2 separate regions of the Mus musculus genome follow, and region 1 is linked to region 2. Evidence: chromatin contacts called from public HiChIP or PLAC-seq data. All regions are on one chromosome and are shown on one strand. Each heading gives the region's core, a stretch centred on a gene start, on an enhancer-like site or on the middle of the called end of the contact. The rest is flanking DNA. Distances are from core to core; before and after follow the strand shown.

What was found. HiChIP or PLAC-seq counts read pairs in DNA pulled down with a chosen protein or histone mark.
Region 1: an H3K4me3 HiChIP or PLAC-seq map of bone marrow-derived macrophages shows a contact between it and region 2, with 4 times the contacts expected there. The contact joins the promoter of Spaca9 here to the promoter of Gbgt1 in region 2. A contact is called at or near these places in 1 of 39 promoter capture datasets (liver), 1 of 115 datasets of contacts at active chromatin or transcription factors (bone marrow-derived macrophages) and 1 of 9 other capture datasets (adipose tissue).

Annotation. Positions count from the first base shown.
Region 1 is chr2:28,697,060-28,702,759 of GRCm38.p6, reverse strand. It overlaps Spaca9 (sperm acrosome associated 9), which reads left to right and starts at 3,109. Exons shown (of 5, transcript NM_027283.1): 1 at 3,109-3,178. Ak8 (adenylate kinase 8) reads right to left here and starts at 2,599. Exons shown (of 13, transcript NM_001033874.2): 1 at 2,486-2,599; 2 at 1-71. The coding sequence starts at 2,569.
Region 2 is chr2:28,493,933-28,499,575 of GRCm38.p6, reverse strand. Gbgt1 (globoside alpha-1,3-N-acetylgalactosaminyltransferase 1) reads right to left here and starts at 2,685. Exons shown (of 7, transcript NM_139197.2): 1 at 2,512-2,685; 2 at 1,740-1,907; 3 at 1,135-1,200. The coding sequence starts at 1,810.

The sequences.
Region 1 (5,700 bases), core at 1,860-4,359, 200 kb before region 2:
CTGCGCAGGTGAGTGATCATGAAGCTGATGGGGTCCTCCGGCTGGTGGATCAGGAGCTGCTCCAACATGTTCTGTGGGCACAAACAGATATCAAGAGGTTAACACCTGCAGGGACCCTGGTTGCCATGGGGACCACCTGTTGGAACATCTGCTGGTGTCACTGGCAGCAGAAGCCTGAGGAAGCCCAAGCAGTCAGGTCCCCACCTCATCTCCCTTTGTGTTTCCCGCACAGTCTTCCCGAGGTCCTGCACAGCTGTCCTGTTGCAGCGCCTCAGTGAATGCTGGTCTTCTGCCTAGAACGCCTCTTGCTCCTTGACCTGGCTTCTTGATCATCAGCTCTCAGTGCACCAGATAAACCCCTGCTGCTCTCTGCTCCTGCACAGGCCTGCATGTGTACCTCTGTTCCCTGCCTCTCCTATTCCTGCTCGACACTCCATGGGTTTTGCGGTCCTCCCTGTCTACACAATTACAGTAGGTACCCAGTGCAGATGCTAGCCACGAAACGAAGCCCTCACTAGTGGCTGAGTCTCTCCAAAGTGGGACAGAATACTTATCAGCCAAGCAGTTAAATAGTCCTGGATGTTGGCCATTTAACCAACTGAGCAAACACGTCAGAGGAAGCAGTTTTCAGAGTGGCACACCAGGGAACTGGAGAGCTGACAGCAGCTGGGCTGCAGGAGAGGTAGGAAGGGCCAATGAGGACAATGAGGTGCAGAGTAGTCAAGAGCACCAATGGGGAGTCCTGTTTAGACTCTAGATCTCATCCGAAAGTCCCTCCTCTTCTTGGGGCCTCAGCCCTCCTTCCCCAGCCCCCTACCATTCGTTCAGTGGCACAGCTGGGCTGGCTCTGTGCTTAGAGATGTTGTGTTCACTTCTTGACTAAGAGGTTACACAGGTAACACATCTGCATGCTTCGGGCTGATAAGGCCATGAGTCCTTCTCAGGACAAGACAAAAAGAAGCCAAGTCTGAGGACAGTCTGTTATCACGGATGAACAGCAGTGGATCTGTGAATCCCATGAGAGCCACAGACATCTGATAAAACGTCACAGAGCTGTACACACCACCACAGAAACCCAAGAGCAGGTGAAAGGGGGTGAGATCCAGGAGAAGCCTGCAGTGGAGGCTCAAGCACTGCACCCACTTCTGCTTCACGGCTTTGAGAAGACCAAGGTTACACGGCCTAAGCTAGACAAGAGGTGAACGCCATTTTTATAACTTCCCAAGTCTAAGATTATTTGAAAATAAATGATAATAAGATAAAGTATTCTGGTTATCGCCCCACCAATCCAACAAGAAAGCAGGCCAGGATCATATATCACCCCTCTCGTGCCCCCAGATTTGCTGTTTTATTTGTGGCTGGCCACTCCTTGGTCTCCCCTCCATTAACACTTTCCAAAGGAGCTTGCTCAGTAGACTCAGGCTCCTTGGCCTGGGCTCATGTGCCAGCACGGTGTCCCCCTCCTTCTCTCTCTCTCTCTGTCTGTGTGTGTGTGTGTGTGTGTGTGTGTGCGCACGTGTGCGCGTGTGCATGCTAGGCTTGCAGTATAGGGTACTAGAAACTGAGCTCTAGTTTGCCTGCGGCCCCCAGAATCACTGACTGTTAGACAGCTCATCGGTCCAGCCCCTAAAAGTCACTTTCACCTCTGGAGAGCACAAGTCAAAAACTGGAGCACACATAGATGGGGATATGGTTTGGCTGAAGGCCACAGTTGCCTGGGAACCAGGACAAGCTGGGAGCTAGTATAAGGGATGAGGGACGAGGGCTTTCAAAAGGCCAATTCTGAGGATAGAGGCTATGTAGAAAATATGCTGCCCCAGAGGAGACCACCTGGATAGGGATGCCATCTAAAACTTATACGGTCCCCTACTTGTCCTAACAGGGTCAAAGACACCCTCATGAGACAAAACACATGTGTCTTTTGCCTGACGGCTGAGACAATCGGTTTGGTCCTGGGAACTGGAATTTCCCAGGAACCTCATGCCAGGAGAAGGAAAAGGCTGGCACCAGCCAGAGGGGCGGGTCTCCTGGGAAGTTTTCCTCCAACTTGTCAGACCACCTTGCAGGAGGGAGTGGAACGGAGACAGATATGGGTCAGTGAGGTGCGGGATCACACTAGACTTGTGTGGACCCCAAAACTAGCCCCGGGAAGCAGGTCACTGAACTTCTTGAACGTGTTCCTCCTTCCATTGTGGTCACAGGAAATAAGCCTTTCTCTGACTTTTTCTTTTTTTCTGTTGCTTATCTCTTTAACTGGTCTTGGAGTGAGGTGGGTGAGCCTAGCTTGTTAGGGCTTCCAAGGCCCAGCTTAGGTAAGACTCAGGGCTCAGGAACCGGCTGAGGTTTCCCATACAATGCCAGAAGAGGCCCTGGAGACTACTGCGCCATTTCACAGGTGGGGAAACTGAGGAAAGGGATTTCCCCCCAGACCATGCTGCCGGCCCGGCCCGGTAGCCGTATTCCCTATCCTCGGGCGCCTGATCACCTGCATCATCTCGAAAATGTAGTAGTCTTCCCCGTACTGAGGCATTTCCGGGGGAATGCGATGAGGGGCTGTGGTTGCATCCATGTTTCCGACAGCGCTCCGCTCCTTAGTAACGGCGTTGCTGGGACGCCAAGCTATGCGTCATCGGTGAGCGCCTCAGCTGGGGCGAGTCCTGGTCCCGGATTCCATCCACCGAGGTCCTGATCTGCAGTCGGCTCTCCCTCCCCAGGGCCACAAAGCAAACCCCAGAACGCCTGTGGAGCTACAGAGCAATGGGGGATCGGATGACAGAATAAATCCTGCTTCTGGTGTAGCCAACTGTGCGGATCTGGGCGCTGGAAGCTGACCCTGCTCCCTGGATCTCAGTTTCCCCATCTTTAAATGAAAGACGCTGGGGCAGACGTGGGACCGGTTTCTACAGGAGGAAAAGTCATATGCGCCCAGATCATATGGGGGTGGGGGTGGGGGGAAACTGGGCGGGTCTCCTGGTTTGGGCGGCCGGCCGAGTCATGTGACCGGGTTGCCATAGCACCTGTGGTCACAATCGGCCAAGCCTGCCTGGCCTCTATGGCCTCGACCCCGCCCACGCCCATTTCCTGAGGGGCCTTCCCGCCCTCGGGGCCGCACACCCACGGAGGCACTGCAAGCTTCTGGGCACTCTGTGAGGCGAAGGCCAGTCCAAGTCAAACCAGGGTAAAGGGGGATGGAGCGCCGGCGACGAGCTGGGTCGAAAACACTATGGGAGTGGGGGAGAAAGAGGTGGAGGTGTCCTGGCCTAGGGGGAGGAAAGCTGCGTGTAGCTGTGGAAGAGGCAAGGGTGGCATCGTGGAGGAAGGACTCTGTGTAGTAACCCAGAGGGAGGTACACACAGCCTACGATGATAGCCACAAGTCCAACTCTAGATGTTGTAAATTTGACAGATTTACAGTGAGCCTAAGTTTCTACCCTGAGCAGTGGGGAACACTCAGGCATTCCTCCCACAACTACCCTGAAGTCCCCGACAGTGACTGGCCTATAGGGAGTGGACAGTGTGGGTACATAGTGATATCTCACTTAATCTTTAGACTAATCTTAATCTCACCTCACTTTGGACAACAATCGTTCCTGTCTCACAAGTTTTATCTTTATGTATTAATGTGTATAAGGGTGGGACAGAGGAAGAGCAGAGGCTGGGAAAGGGACTTTGGAACCCTGGAGCCAGAGTTGCAAGCAGTGAGCCAATAGATCTAGGTGCTGAGAACTAAACCCAGGCCCTCTGGAAGAGCAGCAAGTGCTGGGGACCGAGTCACTCCTGCTCCTGTAGCTCACCTGTTTGCATGGGTCAAGCTGGAGGAGCTCTCAGGGGCTCCGGGGGCCACAGCACCAGGCAGTGTCAAGTCAGATGAAAACCTTCTGCTCCGAAGACAGACAAGACACTGCAGAATAAGACAGGCCAGAGGAGTTAGCTGGTGGCTTTGGGCAAGTCATTTCCTCTTTCTGGATTTCTTCCCTCGACAGCTGCTGGGCACAGAGAGGAAGTTTCAATAGCTTGAAGAGTTTCTATCCAATCCCCCACCTTTTACAGAAACAGAGGCTAAGGCCTAGCAAAGGGGAAAAGTCTTGCCCAGGGGCTGAGAATGAAATCAGAGGGAGCCTCAAGGCTGAGAGCTAGCGTTCTGACCTGGGATAATGACACCTGCCCATGTAAAGCCACAGCGCAGCCCTCTGTCCCCGAGACCTGCTTCCTCAAAGGCCTCAGGCCTCGGTAGACTTGTCAGCTGGGGAAGCAAAGATGAGGCCTCCCCAACAAAGAAAGCAGCAGCCACACTGCAGCTTGCACTGGGGGGGGGGGGGTTCAGTGTGCTTCCTGGACATTTTTGAAGTGGCTTTCGTCTCCGCTCATTTATTTTAAGCCCTAGGCGCTTTTCATACTGCGATCTAATCTTCTTTAGCAGCCTGGAAAAATACAAATCAATTAAAGCCTCAAACCTATGGGGTAATCACCTTTCCCTCCCTTCTCCCCCAGAGAGAGCAGCGCCTGCATCCAGGCCTTTCATCCACTCTAATTTGGCTGCAGAGGCCTGTGGTCAGGGGCCAATCACTTTGGATAGCTAGTTACATCCCCTTCTGTGACATCCCTGACGTGTTCATGTCACAAGTTGCTAGGATCAAGAACTAAGTCAGGTTTGCTCTAGGGAGCTCGTGGGGCACAGCAAGCCAGTTAGCATGGCTTCCTTGGAGAACCTGGAAGCCCTGAGGATGGGCAGAGAGCTGAGCACAGGGGAGGGAGCCCCATGAGTGCTAATTCTCATTGCTCTGGGATAGGAGTGGAAGTGAGGCCCCCCAAGTCCAGCTAGAGGGGGACCCTAGAAGTGGATAACTTTCCAGATCCTTGCTAGCACCGCCCACCTGTTCCTTAGCAGCCACAGCCAACCTGATCCCTGTCATCTTGTCTCTAAGGAATATAAAAGAGGGAGGGTCCAATCAAAGAGCTACCCTGAATCAAGCAGGGATATGACAGATCCCGGCTTGCCCACTTCCCATGTGGGTTTAGCTTCTCCCTCAGATCTTTAAAGGGTCTCCTCTAGTCATCTCCAAGTTCTGTGATGTGCAGGCCAGCATCCACAGAGGCCATGTTCTGGTCTGTTCTCAGTTTTTTGATTTTTTGTTTTGTTTTTTGTTTTTTAATGGTTTTAGAGATTTATTGTAGAAAGGAAGGGAGAAACAGAGAGAAGGTACAAAGAGAGAAGCCAGCCATGGCCACATGGAGAGAGGGGAAAGGGAGAGAGAGAAGGAGGGCTAGAGAAGAGAGTAAGAAAGGTGAGAGCTGCCGGGCGTGGTGGCACACGCCTTTAATCCCAGCACTTGGGAGGCAGAGGCAGGCTGATTTCTGAGTTCGAGGCCAGCCTGGTCTACAAAGTGAGTTCCAGGACAGCCAGGGCTACACAGAGAAACCCTGTCTTGAAAAACAAAACAAAAATAACAAAAAAAAAAAAAAAAGAAAGGTGAGAGCTAAAGAATCTGTTCTCAGGTCTTATGTTCTCTGGCTGCCATTTATTTTGTCACAGGTGTTGTCCTAGTTTCAATGTCCTCACTAGGAAGCCACCAATGTCCCTTCCTTTATGTGCCTCCCTTACGCTTCTCCTTGCATGGCTGGCCTCTTCCACTTCCAGCATCCTGGAATAGCCTTGGGTCATGTGACACGGGCTGGCATGCTGGAGCCTGGGCTCTGGGTG
Region 2 (5,643 bases), core at 1,436-3,935:
AGGTTTACAGAGTGAGTTCTAGGACAGCCAGAATTACACAGAGAAATTCTGTCTAAAAAAAAAAAAAACCAATAATAATAATAATAGCCAGGTATGATAATATATACTACCTTTAATCCCAGGTAATAATAAATAAATAATAAATAATAAATTCAAGGTTAGCTTGGTTGTCCCCATCTCAAAAAAAAACAAAACAACAACAAAACAAAGCAAAACAAAACTGTCTTCAAAACAAAAAAGAAAGAGTCCAAAACATATACACAAACCTCTATCTCTTAGCATACAATGCCGTGTACTTGCCTGGAGACTTGCCAACAAGAAAGCCATCAACAAATTCAACATAGCGGCTCCTTGATCATGGGCCAGAACTCTGGGATCCTGTTATAAACATCTGGACAAGGATTATTCTGTTTTTAATAAAATGTGTCATGCCAGGTAGTGATGTGCACACCTTTAATCCCAGCACTCAGGAGGCAGAGGCAGGTGGATCTCTGAAGTTGAAGCCAGCCTGGTCTACAAAGCAAGTTCCAGGACATTCAGGGCTACACAGAGAAACTGTATCTCAGAAAAATATCAATCTATCAATCAATCTATTAGTCAATCAATCACCCATGTTATAAAATAGCCTATAATCTAGATGCTTAATTTTTCTTTAGCTATTATGAAACACAAAAGATCTTTTCCCTTGGCTATCAAACAGGTTCACCAAATGGGGAAGGCCTTTTTAGCCCAATGCCACTCAGTTCCCCCTGCATCCACACAAAATGGAGCAAGAGGTTCCTTCCTAGCAGGACTCTCTACTGACCACCTTCTAGGTACCAGAACACCAGGCTCCTCATAAGCATCAGCCCAGGAGGGGCATGTCTACCCTCCCGTCTAACACACAGCAAGCAGCAAAGGAGACCCAGAGTGGTGCAGCAATGTCTAAAGAGGAAGTAGGCTGAGCTCAGCAGTATGTTGGAAGGCTGGAATCTCCGGTTCTCAGCTCGAGTCTACGGCAGCTCTAAGGAGCACTGCTCAGAGCCATAAGTTAAGGCTACAGGTCCCCTTAGACAACATCAACCTAAAAGATTTCCTGTCTCTCCAAATATGGTCACCCCACACTGTAGCCAAATTCTCTTATCCAGTACTTACAAGAACTCTGGGCAGGGGAGGTAATAGGGTATGTAGGAGACCAGCAGCCAGTCCTTGATAAACTTCCTAGAAAGAAAAACACCTGTTAAATGCTATACTACCTTAAAGGATGGCCTCACTTGTGCACTTCATTAGGAGCAAAGACCTTCATTTGGTAAAGAGTCCTGTCACTCCATGGCAGTTGACTGCAGAGTAAGGACCCATATCTAGCATAGGGCCTAGTGTGTAGCTGTCTTTTTGTCCACATAGCTAGTCACTCATGGTATGACTAGGTCCTTGAAGCATGGCTTCCCACAGACAGACGGTAAGGAGACATGCAGTGGCCATAACTCCCCCACAAGGCCAATAGGGGTTACTTTAGGAACATGAACAGGGTTTCTTATCAACATGGTTTGAAGGACAGTCTAGGCAGAAAACATGGCAAATAAAAGGCTGGGAAAACCCAAACCATGGCAAAACACAAAAGCCAAAACTAGTTAGCCTTCCTGAGGCTGGAGGATCCTGAGCCTCGAGAGTTGATGGGTCCTGAGGAACTGGTTGACTATCACATTTAGGAGGCAGGAGAACTGAGAAGGGCATGGAAGAGATTCCAAGTAGCAACTCACCACAGGACCCAGAGACCTGTGCCACCGAGCAGGAAGAACGCTAGGCCCTGGGCCAGTCTTGGGCGGGTCATCACTGGGTGCAGAATAGAAACTGGGCACTTTCAGAAACCCCTAGGGCCTTAGGTCTGTCAGGCTCTGGGCCTACCTCACTTGAGGTCTTAGAAACGCCTGCAAAGAAATGTTCCAATTATTTCCCTCTTTCAGCTGGCCAGGAGCTCAGTGGCAGCTAGGATGTCATCCCCAGGCAGTGGTCTATGTCTAGGCTCTGCCCATTCATCAACAGGGCGACAAAGAATCACCTAGCAACGGACTGGGACAGTGTCCCCAGGGACTTAAGTTCATGGAGGCAAACCCTTAATTTCCTAAAGCTACTTCTGGCCACTTGGGAGAGGTGGGGTCTGAGCTTTGTGACACAGGCAGAAGGTGCTTAAGCAATCTGGCTCAAAGACCTTTTGCTTGGTGATTCTTCACCACCAAAGGGTTGGGGGAAGATGAGATAACGCTCCAGGCCAAGGAGAGGAGAGTGTGGTAAGCCTGAAATCGGAGAAAGTTCCCAGATCTGGAGTCCTGGAGGTTAGGGCTCTGCCTTCCCTCTCTTGCCCTCTCTTGCCCTCTCTTGCCCCCTGGGACCCCAGTTTCCCTTCCCAGCTCACCATTTCTGCCTCACTAGCCTCAGGCTCAGACTCGAGCTGCACAGAACTGCGAAGCAGATGACAAACTCAGACCCAAACCCTGCAGGTCCAACCCAGAAGTTGGGGCTGCAGAGGAGTACCTGAACTTTGTCCAGCTTGTTCTGGCACTGGGACTTCCTCCTCCTCTTCCTCCTCCTCCTCCTCAGCGGCTGCGGTGGGGTACGGTGCAAGGACCCAGTCGGGTAGGGCAGAGCAGATGAGACTGTCTTTGGGATTATAGAACCACTCCCTTTGGGCTGACCAAGCTTTAGGACAGAAGGAGGAGCAAACCTCAGCCCAGAAAACAGGAACTGGACTCTTTCCCAGAGCACAACCCCCAGGCCCAACCCAGCACACAGCAGGATTCCTGGTCCTTGGGGCGGAGCAAAGTAAGTCTGGGAGCAGGCAAGTACCTAGAGATCTGAAAGCCACCTGAGTCCCACCCATCCATGCCTTCAGCCTTGCCCTGCCTGTGCTTGAACCTTGTCAGTAACTTCTCTGTTCTTCTAAATCCAACCCAGCCTGCGGAACGTACAGCTCCTAGGCAGGGATGGTAGGTCTCCCAACACAGGCTGAGATGTGAGGTATGATTTTGGAGAAAAACTTTCAGAAAGTCAAGGAAAGGGAGAACCAGAGTCTCTGAATCTGGCCAAGGCCCTGTCTCTTCTTAGTCTGAAGAAATATAGTTTTAGCTTGGCTAATGTGCACCAAAGCTGTTTGCAGAGCTTCTCCCTTCCCCCTGCTGCTTCAAGAATTTTCCCTTTCCCTGCCAATGTAAACAAGTTCAAGACCACCCGGCCCCTTCCCCATCTGGAGGGACTGACTAGCGGTCATGATGACCACAGCTGCCAGAGCAAGATTAGCTGCTCTCAAGAATTAGCCATGACAAAAATATCAGTCCTTGGGACCCCTGCCTCAGTTTGAATTCTAAGGTAAACCGACCTTGCTGACAAAGTTTCTGGCACATCAATAGCTGACCACTAAAATTAAAAATATACTGTTGCTTTGCTAGCCAATAATAATATAGCTGTGTAACCGCCCTTCAAAAGAGTATAAAAAAGCTGTACTTTTGACAATCGTGGTTGACTCTCCCTGCGAGGCTGAGCAACCCCACGTGCTACGAAATAAAAACCTCTTGTCATTGCAGCGACCTGTCGTCAAGCTGTGTTTCTGGGGGTCGCGTTCTCAACACTTGGGCCCCTGGGGTCCAACAATTGGAGGCCCCAGCGAGATTGTGCGCCCCCAGACCCACAATTGGCGAAGAAATCAGAGGTATGCTCGAGCAGGTCTGTGTTACTTTCTGTTTCATGTTGTCTGCATCCACAGTCTGTATCTGTTAAGTCCTGGAAGGGGACAACTGGTTTTCAGGTTTCAGGTTTGGTTTTGGACTGGTCTCAGGTTTTGGTGTCTTCTAGGAGACCCCATCCAGGTTGCTGTTGTGACGGGCAGACGTGTCAGTGTCATGGGCCAAAGGACGCTGGAGGGCGCTCCGAGTCACGCTGGGAGGTTAGATCAGAAACGGTCCTTCTCAACCCAGCAGCTGCTAGGGTTCAGCAATTGCCTGGTACAAACAGTATCAGGCGTCTCTGGAAATCGCGTGTAGGACGCCCTGTGTTGGTCTTGTTTATCTTACTTGTTTCCTGTGGTGTAGTTGTGACACTTTATTTGGACGAGATGATGGGACAGACCACTTCCACTCCCCTGACTATTACCCTTGACCACTGGATGGATGTAAAAGAAAGGGCTCACAATTTGTCTGTTGAGGTTAAAAAGAAAAAGTGGCAGACTCTGTGTGCTTCGGAGTGGCCTTCCTATCAGACTGGATGGCCACCAGAGGGCTCCTTCCTCCTAGACAAGATAGAGGAAGTTAAAGAGAGGATTTTTTTTTTCTGGGACCAGGGGGACACCCCGACCAGGTTCCCTATATTGTTGTCTGGGAGGATTTGGTTTTGTCACCCCCTGCATGGGTTTGCCCTTTTGTTTCACTTTCAGATCCAAGTCTGGCGAGAGTGTGTGCCGTGAAGACTGAGACAGAAAAGAAGACCGTTCTGTCCTCTGGAGATGCAGACTTACTCCTTTTGGATCTTCTTCCACCTTATCCTCCTGCTCAGCCCCTGGTGCCAGCCCCACATGGAGGGGCACCTGCCCCAGAGCCCATGGTGCCCCCCGGCTGCGCCGCAGGCTCTCCAAGAGCCAGAGGTTTCTTCCACCCAACCCCCAGTACAGGGTCCAGCAGCGGGGACACAGATCAGGTGGGCAGAGACCCCTGATGCCCCTATTTTACCCTCCGGGCCTATGGTCTTGCAAATGACCAAGGCAACCAACCTCTACAGTACTGGCCTTTTTCCTCTGCTGATCTCTATAACTGGAAAACTCATAATTCCCCCCCCCCCCCAAAAACCCTCAGGCTCTGACTAATCTTTTGGATTCTATTCTCTTCTTCCACTGACCGACTTGGGATGACTGCCAACTCCCTTCACAATGCAGGAAAGACATTAAATTATCCTTGAGGCTAGAAAAAAACATACCTGGAATGGATGGTAGACCCTCTCTTCTGCCTAATGAGATAGATGCTGGGTTCCCCCTTACTAGGCCCTTCCTGTAGGTAGGGAACACCTGAGAGTCTATCACCAGACTAATGGCAGCTCCCCAAGGGGCAGCATGACACGGTAAAGGAATCTGGCCAAGGTAAGGGAAACCGTTCAGGGCTTACGGAATCCCCTTCAGCACTCCTTGAGCGCCTGATGGAGGCATTCCGTCAGTTTATGCCCTATGACCCTAAAGCAGAAGAACATAAGGCCACCATTACTATAGCCTTTATTGAACAGTCAACCAAGGATATTAAGAAGAAGCATGCAAAAGTTAGAAGGATTACATGATAAGTCATGAAGGAGCTTGTGCAAGTAGCTGAGAAAGTGTTCTATAACTGAGAGACAGAAGAAAAAGAAGAGAGAAGGCAGAAAGATCAGGAAGCTAGAGAGCTGAAAAGAGACAAAAGGCAAGAAAGGAATCTTCATAAGATCCTGGTCACTAGCCGGGCGTGGTGGCGCACGCCTTTAATCCCAGCACTTGGGAGGCAGAGGCAGGCGGATTTCTGAGTTCGAGGCCAGCCTGGTCTACAAAGTGAGCTCCAGGACAGCCAGGGCTATACAGAGAAACCCTGTCTCAGAAAAAAAAAAAAAAAAAGATCCTGGTCACTGTAGTAAGGAAAGCTAGAAAGCCCCGAGAATTTA